Linked DNA regions of Oryctolagus cuniculus: region 1 is linked to region 2. The links are chromatin contacts, called in public Micro-C maps. All regions are on one chromosome and are shown on one strand. Each heading gives the region's core, a stretch centred on a gene start, on an enhancer-like site or on the middle of the called end of the contact. The rest is flanking DNA. Distances are from core to core; before and after follow the strand shown. Region 1 holds the start of FHIP1A (FHF complex subunit HOOK interacting protein 1A). Region 2 overlaps FHIP1A (FHF complex subunit HOOK interacting protein 1A).

Region 1 (5,046 bases), core at 330-2,829, 200 kb after region 2:
AGCCATACTGTTTAATCCCACTCCTAAAAGCCATAGGACAAATAACAAATGGGACCCCAAACTTAATTTATTTCAACACAGGCATGGACACAATTCTTATGAGCTTTGTGGAAAGAGATTGATTAGAGCTACAAAAAATCAGCCCTTAATTGTCTGAAAAGTTATCCAACGCCAAGGAGTATGCTCTATTAATCAGTAAATTTATGGACTGAATTTTCCGCTCAATTTGTGTCTAAAGAACACCGAAGTTCTACAAACAGCAGCTTCAGAAAACCCAGTGCAGTCCAACATCAGGTGCACAAGTGAACTTGAGGTCAGGCAGGTGACCCTGACATGCAAGCACGGTACATTAAGAGAGGAAATCTTTTCTCTCGTTAACCAACAGGATAAAGGTGATTAAGCAGGAATTATTTTTCAGTGACCTATATAATTTCATCAGGGCTGCTGTGCCTATTAGCAGGGAGCAGCTGACCTCTTAATGAGATGAATTTGATAGCAGAGCCTTTCCAGAGAAGCAAAGGGCGCCGGCACAGCCTACATGGAAGCAACAATTGGCAGGAGGTTCACACTCCTCTCCTGAACGCAGTCTCTTCCCCTCAGTATTGGGCTCTTTTCCTCTAGGGGAAGATTTTTCCCCGCCCTAGCATTCCTGGGGCTGCAGCACCTGCTGACCGATAGCAGCAGGACCTGTTAGGAACTGATGGGTCCAGGAGGCTGGAACAGAACTGGGCTAATTCACCAGACCTGCTCACGTGATTCCCAAAGTTCCAGACTGACAAGGCTACCGCCCCAACCAACACCTCTCTCTGGCCCGGCTGGAAATAAGACAGCAAATAGTTCTGCTCACTGGCAGAGCGGGGACTGACAAGGGAGCGTTGCTGGTGCCAGGGAAAACACGGATAAACACCCACTATCAATCAATCAACCACCACAACCTGAACGCAGTTTCATCAGAGAATTCAGGAAACTGAGCAACCGCCACCCTAGTCCTCACGGCAGGAAAGTGCCACAAACCTCCGAGCCGCACCGCCAGGAGGTCTGGAGAGGAAAACCGAGCTCCTGATCTCTACGCCTTCGCCCGTTCCTCCCGCGGGACCCAGGCTCTCTGGCCCCAGGGACCGAGAAAAGGGGTGGAGAGCCCTGATGCCATCTTCCTCGGGCAAAAACAAGCCGTCCCCCTCTCCACCAGGGTCAGACACCGAGTACCGTCCCGTCCCGGAGCCCGCAGCCCGCAGCCCTGGAAGCCACCTCCGCGCTGCCGCGCCCCGGCCCGACGCGGCGACTCCCAGCGGGACGATTCCCGGCCAGCGCCTACTCCAGTACCTGTTCCTGCGGCCCAAGCCGGGTATCCAGCAGGGAGAGAAACTGGGGTTCTCCCTGCCCCTCCGACCCTAAACAATTCCTCTTCAAACGCAAAGCTCGGGTCAGCTCGCCACGTACCTGTGAGCGTCGCGGCTCCTCCTCACCGCGCTGTGTGGAACTCGCCGGGCCAGCGGCTCCGAACAGCCCAGAAAGTTTATGTCACAGCCCCGGGGGGCGCGGGCCCCCAGAGCCGCCACCCACGCCAAGGCGCGGCGAGGAAGGCAGAGCCGGCTCCTCACCCCGTCCGGAACAGCGTGTTCCGCGCCCCGGCTGGACGCCGCTCACAGGTCTCGGCCCAGGTCCTCCGGGCCGGGCTCAAACTCCACAGGAGTACCGCGAAGAAAAAGGTCGGAGCGCAACTTTCCGACGGTGCGTCAGCGGCCGCCGGAGCCGTGCGAGTACCGGGCTCGCCCCCGCCCCTCTGCGCCCTCGGGAGCGCGGGCGGGGCGAGAGCCGGGGCGGGGCGGGGCCCAACCTGCCGGGCGGGCCCCGGGGAGCGCGCCGCCGGCCCCGCCCAGGCCCCGCCCAGGCCCCGTCCCTGCCCTGGCTTCCAGGTGCGCCCGGGAAACTGGCCGCGCCAGGCGCCTGCTCCGCGCTGGTTTCCAAGGTGAAGGGGGAGGAGCCTCGGAGAGAAAGTTTCCACAGAAACTTAAAACTGGGGCGCCCTGGAGGACGCAGCGCCCTTGGGGGCTAGCCTTTCGCCGGGACGTCACCTCCTCACACAACACCGCCCGACAAAAAACTAGAAACGTGTCTGGCCCTGCCCGGCCCGAAGGCCCCTTCTGCCCCCGCCTGGGCCGTTTTTGGAGCTCTCACTTCCCCCCGGCTCCCCGACGCACTCCCGGGTCTCCCCCATACGCCTTTCTTTTCCCTCCGGAGGTCTGGATTTGAAAAATGGTAACGCAGACCCAATACAGCTGAGGCCAGTGATGAACACGTTCGCCTGTTCTGCTGGCAAACTCCCTGAAGCGGGCAGGGGGAAATCGGCCTCAGCAGACGTTAATAATGGGAGCTGCCAGGTGTTGTGCGCTGCTTTTTAGGGGTAATCTGGAGGTCCCCAGAGTAGTTCGTGGGTTTGAGGAGTGTGTGTCACGTATTCACTGACAATTCCCTCCCGCCCCATTCACACCCCAAAATACTTGAGAACGCTTCGGTTTGCGCGGTTCCACAACGCAGAGGAAATTTGCCCAACTCCTGGCTCGCGGAGGGTGGGAGGGCTCCGTGTCCCCGCCACCCTGCGCGGGAAGGGTGGCCTTTGGCCCTGCCGGGTACCTCAGAACCCTTCCTGGAGCCCAGCCCTCCGAGCCGGGTGCCAAGCAGGCAGCGCCACCTCCTCTCCCACGCCCCTTACGTACTGGGGCGGCAAAGTCAAGGCTCTGCTTTCTGGACTTTAAGTCCCGGAGGAGAAATCAGAAACTGTTGGTTAGAAGTTCTGGGCATTTTCATGGCCCTGTGGTTGGTGTGGCTGAAACTTGAGGTGAACCTTAATCCCAGGGGGTGGGGCTGTGGCCCAGTTAGTGAAGGAGGATGTGTGGGGTTTCCACACAACAACGTCCCCTCTCGGGCTAGGGCCTCACCAAATCCTCCTTTGGAGGAAGTGTCTTCCTTCCTTCATTCTTGCTGCCTGACATCCAGAGATAACCCAAATCAGGCATATCTAGTTTCAAGCTCCCGCAAGCATGGTCACTGGAGAGTGCCCGCTTCCACTTTTTCTGTAACTGTCTACCGCCCATCCTGGGCTTGAGATTGGCAGCAGGAACGCAGGTTGTACCTGCCTTCAGTACTCTTCAGAATTCCCTTTCACCTGTGACAGTGCAGGCAAGAAAGAAGTGGCGCCTAAGGAAACGCTGGAAAAGAGCAAGGGAGATAGAGATCAGGGTACAAGCTGGAAAGTTCTGCACAGCAGGCCACCAGAGCCTTGCTCTGACAGTGGGATGCAGGAGAATCATTCATTTATTCAACAAACATTAAATGAAACTTTTTGCGTGCTAGGCACTCTGCTAGGGCTTGGGACAGAGCAGAGAACACAGACATCAAATTCCAAACTTCATGGAGCTTACCTTCCAGTTGGGAGACGATGGACAAAAAAGAAAAATATGTGGACTGACAGATGATTAGACATGTCATGGAAAAAAATTAAACAGGATGTTTAAGAAATATGAGGCGTGATCTTTTCAGTAGGGCAATCAAGGAAAGCCTCTGGAGGAGGTGAAATTCGGAGACCTCAGGGAAGTTCTGAAGCAGGCTATCTGAGAGGACAACTTTCCAGGCAGGAAATACGGCAACTGCAAGATCCTGAGGCCAGAGCATGCCTTAGTATTCTAGGAGCAACCAACACGGCAGAGTGGAAGAATGGAAAAGATTAAGGCAGAAGAGGTGAGGGTGAAACAGACCAGAACTGGGAACCATCAGAGAACTGGAAAGTGGTACCTTCCTACATTTGAGAGATCATCAAAAAGTTCAAGGAAAATGAATATTTTGAAAAAATATGCATGGGTTTCAAATTTTTATGTCAAAATAAACTTATGCTTTAATTCTGTTTTTCCACAGTTTTAGAAGCCTCCTCATGTAATAGAATCACTTTGACTGCTGGATTGAGAACAGACAGTAGAGGGTAAAGGCTGAAGCACAGAGACAGGAAGCTATTGAAATAACCCAGGAGCAAGTGGCAGGAACTTGGAGAGAGAGACAGGTGGAGGCGATGTTAACAGCGTTTCGAGATTGAATACAGGGTATGAAGGAACAGAGACAAGGGTGACCCTGAGGCTTTTGGCCTGAGCAGCTGGGGATGAAACTGTTATAACAAGGATGGAGGAGAACATTGAAAGGAACAGGTTGGGGACTGGTATTCTGGCACAGCAGGTTAAGCGATTTCAATTCCCAGCTGCTCTACTTCTGATCCAAATCCCTGCTAATGCTGCTGGGAAGATTTTTTTGTTAGAAGATTTATTTATTTATTTCAAAAACAGAATGACAGAGGGAGAGATCTCTTCCATCTGCTGGTTGACTCCCCAAATGGCCACAGTGGCCAGGGTTGGGCCAGGCCGAACCCAAGAATGAGGAGCCTCTTCTGGGTCTCTCAAGTAGGTGGCAGGGGCCCAGAGACTTGGGCCATCTTACCCTGCTTTTCCAGCCACGTTAGCAGAAAGTTGGATCAGAAGTGGAGCAGCCGGAACTAGAACAAGCACCTTATGAGATGTCGGCACTTCAGATGGCGGCTTAACCCACTGCACCACAGCGCTGGCACTAGCAATCTATTTTTTTACAGCATGCATTCAGTAAGCAGCTAATAGTTTGAGTCTATTGTTTTAGAAATTATAATATTAAGTGAAAGAAAAAGTACATTGGTTGTAAGTACATATATATGTCATGTAATGTCAACATTCCTAAATTATATTTTTATTAATTTATCTTATTTTATTTTTACCCTCTTCAACTACATTGTATATAGCAATTTAAAGCATTGAAATTGGATATTTTTAATGCCAAGACCAGACAAGACTCCCCTCTCTTTTCATATTTTTTAAGTCAATATTTTTTATTTCTATTTTAGAGAAAGAGCTTCCATTCACTGGATCATTCCCCAGATGCCTACAATAGCTAGGGCTGAGCCAGGCTGAAACCAGGAGCCTGGAACTCAATCAAGGTCAATCACATGGGTAGCAGTGATCCAACTACTTGCGT
Region 2 (4,797 bases), core at 1,298-3,797:
CAAAGGAAGAGCTTCTCCATGATGTTCTCAGAGACCACAAATTCCAGAATTGGCCCCATTGCAGCATCCTTGGCTTGCTCTTCAATTAGCAGGAAGAGCATATGTTCTACATAATTCTGCACAGCACTGGCCTCATCTGGAGGGATGGACCCATATTTTGCCTGGGTGTTCTTCAAGGGGTCGTGCTTCTCTAAGATTTTTACAACCTGAAACCAAACAAAACATTTGTCATCTCTCTGATGCTTATCATAATTACAAAAGCACAACACTAATTCTTACCAAATCTTCACTAGAAATGAAGAAGCCACTACCCACAAGATACATATGAGCCTTGTCTCTCTCCTCTCATGAGAGTAAAATGAAGGTGTTAAACAACAGAAAGAAGTGATTAGAAGATATTCATTGGGGCAGGCGCTGTGGCTTAGCCGGTAAAGCCACTACCTGCAGTGCCGGCATCCCATATGGGAACCAATTCGAGACCTGGCTGCTCCACTTCTGATCTAGCTCTCTGCTATGGCCTGGGAAAGCAGTAGAAGATGGCCCAAGTCCTTGGGCCCCTGTACCCGCGTGGGAGACCTGGAAGAAGCTCCTGGCTCCTGGCTGCGGATCAGTGTAGCTCCAGCCATTGTGGTCGTTTGGGGAGTGAACCAGCAGATGAAAGACCCTTCTCTCTGCCTCTCCTTCTCTCTCTGTGTAACTCTGACTTTCAAATAAATAAACAAATCTTTCAAAAGAAAAGAAGATATTCATTTAAAATTATTACAAGAATTTGGATGCTTGGTACAGCAGGTAAGATGTCACTTAGGATGCCTGCATTCCATATCAGAATGCTGAGGATCAATTCCCAGCTTTGATCCCAATTCCAGCTTCCTACTAATGCACACCCTGGGAGGCAGAAGTGATGGTTCAAGCAGCCAAGTCCTTGCTGCCCATGTGAGAGGCCCAGATTGAACTCCAGATTCCTGGCTTTGGCCTGGCCCTCCACTGGCTACTGCAGGTATTTAAGGAGTAAACCAGTGGATAAGAGATTTCTCTCTCTCTCATTCTCTGTTCCCTTCTCAAATAAATGAACTAAATAATTTAAAATAGCTTAATATTTTGCCAGCCTACATAACAAAGAAAATAGTATGGTTCTATGAATTAAGACACATGCATTCCTTGGACTCTTATTACAAAGACTGCTGAGCAAAAGGAAAAACTGTAAGTGGTATATTAGATGAAAAAGTAAGCTACCTGTATTTGTTAGATCCATAATTATCAACTATGTCAAAGACATATATATGAAAACAGTGAAAAGAAATATGCAAAAATGACATTTTATATTCAAAATGACAAGTTCTTAAATCTTTTCTAAACTGTCAATAATATAATATTTCTCTTAAAATGCTAAATTACGTTAAATAAGTAAAAGGAAACCTAACTTTCCATACTCTCCTACAAATAGAGTTGTTTTGGAGATTTTAGTAGAATTAACACAGTAACTTATATATATATATATATATATATATATATATATATATATATATATTAAAGATTTGTTTATTCGAATGGCAGAGAGAAAGAGACCCTCCATTTGCTGGTTCACTCCCCAAATGCCCACAACATCCAAGGCTGGGCAAGACCAAGCCCAGGAGCCCAGAACTCCATCTAGGTCTCCCACATGGGTGGCAGGAATCCAAGAACACAGGCCATCATCTATCTGCTGTCTTCTTGGGTGCATTAGCAGGAAGCTGGATCAGAAGCAGAAGATATGGGTCTCACTCAGGCACACTGATATGCAATACCAGCATTTGACATTTGAAGTGGCAGCTTGATCCACTGGGCCACAACACCCCAAACCTACTGGTACGTCTCTGACCACATGATATCCTTCCCTCCTCTACTAAGATGTGGGTCCTCTTCAATCATGCATGCAGCAGTAACAAGGAAGCTGATGAGAAAGAGATCTGTAGGTAGCATAATCAACCCTAAAATAGGGAATGTGCTAAAACTACAAAATTAAAGATTTGAATCCTGCATCTTTTTAAACTGAAAAATTCTACAAGAATCTATTACAAAATAAATCCTAAAAGTGTAAGTTTGGGAATAGCGGTAATGACTGTGAATGTAATAAATGCCACTGAATTATACATTTAAAATAATTAAGGTGGCACATTTTTAATATGAACTACACACACAAATCAATTAACCATAATAAATAAATAAATCTCTCAATCAAGTCCTTGGTCTGTGTCTGTCCCTTACCATTGCTGGCATTTGATTGCTTCCTACCCCTTTCTGTTTACTAATAGTTATTTCTACTTTGGAACCTGGACATTAAAACAATCTTATATCTCAATTTCTATTTAACTTTATGACTTGGAATTTCCACAATACCCATAATTTATTCCCTTTAAAATGTATACACATGATAATTTTTTAAACAACAAAATGTTTTACTGATGGTTTTATCTTTGTTACTTTTTGCCTTTCTGAACTGTATGGAAAGTCTGTCTTTTGCAGTACTCTCCCAGCCCAGTTCTAAGATGTGCCAAAGCATGTTCTGTATTTAGGTCACAAGATTTCTGCGAAGTCACTGGGGAAGCTGGAAAATGTTCAGTGCTATGTCAGCAGGCATGAGCAATGAAGAAAACTTACTTCTCAGGGAGAGATCTATGTTTCTCTCCTGCCAGAAGCAGGGGAAAGGAATCTTTATAGACTGGGCAGCTACATCCTGAGAGAATGAATGCATTTCTGTAGAATCTATAATCTCTATCAACTTCCATTATAAAGTCAATAATGTTGTGTCACCTCCACACCCTTGAGTTGACATTTTCAATGAGGAAAGCCTCCCATCAGCAGTTACCAGGATGTACAGGGACCACTGCTGGCTACACTGGAGCCACTGGACTTCTCTTCTGCTGCATGCCTGCCTCCAGGGTATGCAGACGACCCCACCACTGACCCCACCACCTCCAAGGAGGAGCCCTCCAGAACCCCTCACAGGTTGATGACCTCACCAGTGGCAGAAACCCAGGACCTACTGTGCTCACTTCCCTCTACTCTGGGCCTAGAGAGCATCTCATACGGTGCAATCAGTACCACACTGGTCCTAGAGAGGCCTCTGCCTCAACACCACACACTCTCCAGCCCTTAAAATCCCTCAATTCAAGGCTCTACATTCTGAAGAACAAATTTGCTACCCACTTTATCAGTTCTGTAATTTCAAAGTCCACATACTGAGTTTACTTATGACAGCTATCTTTACAGCTAAGCCTCTGGGTAAAAATGTAATTACACTTCTCATGTGTGCTCAGACTGTCTAAACTGTCTAAAACTGGGACTGTGCCTTACACATTGACAGTAGTGTAGGAAATTAGCTCAATCTTTTTGTAAGACAATCTGGCAATATGTAACAGAAATTACAAAATTGTCCCTGCCCTTTGAATTATTAATCTGACTTTGGGGAAAATGTCCCAGGAAACAACTCAAAAATTTGTTTAAAAATGTTCACACCAATGATATTTTCCAATAATGAAAAATAAAAATAGTATCAACCTTGTTATGAGTAAAATAATAATTAAAATGTTATATCAACATATAATATAACTATGGAAAATAAACACTAAATGAATTATATAATTGCATGCAAATATATACATGAAATAATGTAAGTTGAAAACACATATACTAAAGCAGGCATTGAATCTATAAGTTGAGATGTCCATATCCCTTGCTGGAATTCCTGGGTTCGATTCCAGCTCTTGACTCTAGCTTCCCACCAATCCAGATCCTGGGAGGCAGCAGTGATGGCTCATGTCTGTCACCCACATGGAAGACCTGGATTGCATTCCTGGGTCCTGGCTCTGGCTCCAGCCCAGCCCCTGCCACTTCAGGCATTTCGGGAATGAACCAGTAGATGGTAGCATGTGCTCTCGTTCTCTCTCTTGCTATCTTTTTCTCTCTGCCTCTCTAACAAAAATAATTTTCTTAAAAGGTAAATGTATACATGCTTAGAAGTGAGTCTGAAGAAATATAAATGATATTTTAAAGTTAATTCATTATTTCCTATAAATTGACCAAATTTTCTAAGAAAAATAAAAGAATAATTTTGTAATAATACCAAATGAAAGGACCCACTCATTTAAAAGCAGTAATTGGAAATCTCTTAAATCTCAGAAACTCCTAAATATATACATATAAATACACATATATTTATGCAATATACACATGCAAATATTACATATCTAAATGTATATAACATACAGCAAAACTCTACATGATCACAAATTATATTTTTCTCATGAATTAATCTTAATTTATATTACTCTTTCCAGTGCATTCCTTTACAAACAGATCTACTTTTTGTGCTGTAATTAAACCTTAAAAACAGAACCAAGATTTTCATACAGAATGCAAACTACTTAAACAGCTTTTAAAGTGAAGCACCTTTACCCTGCTCCTTTACACTGCCTTCTGGGTTAATGGGCAGAGAAACAATTAACCGTCAGCTATAGAAGGTCTGTTGATCTTCTGGAACGGAACAGAGTAAGACCACTTTCAGCATTTCCAGCCTTGGCCCGGTGTTTTACTGCCTGGAAGACGGGTGTGTTAAAACCAAGGCTTCTGAGTCATGGAATACACAATGCTCCGCAAGGTGCTGACTTGCCTGTATTGCCACACATCTTTAACCTCTCTTCTTGGGTGTCAGGCCCTCCCAGACTACCTCCTTTTCCCTTGCAGGAGGATACACCCAGGGTGTAGCTTTTACAAGTAGGCTGTGGGGCCCACACCCTGGGATTGGTTCCCACCCTGGGA

What was found. Hi-C and Micro-C count contacts between places; a contact is called where the count stands out from the background.
Region 1: a contact with region 2 is called in a Micro-C map of ear pinna, with 5 times the contacts expected there. The contact joins the promoter of FHIP1A here to the enhancer-like site in region 2. A contact is called at or near these places in 2 of 6 Hi-C or Micro-C datasets (ear pinna and psoas muscle).

Annotation. Positions count from the first base shown.
Region 1 is chr8:13,200,724-13,205,769 of mOryCun1.1, forward strand. FHIP1A (FHF complex subunit HOOK interacting protein 1A) reads right to left here and starts at 1,580. Exons shown (of 12, transcript XM_051819359.2): 1 at 1,441-1,580.
Region 2 is chr8:12,999,599-13,004,395 of mOryCun1.1, forward strand. It overlaps FHIP1A (FHF complex subunit HOOK interacting protein 1A), which reads right to left. Exons shown (of 12, transcript XM_051819359.2): 5 at 1-206. Among named protein-coding and RNA genes, the nearest start is that of GATB, 200 kb to the left of the region's middle. Within about 2 kb of position 2,548, at least 2 of the 8 cell types and tissues checked have an H3K27ac peak or open chromatin away from gene starts, as enhancers often do. A contact at or near this core is called in ear pinna, where this site is marked.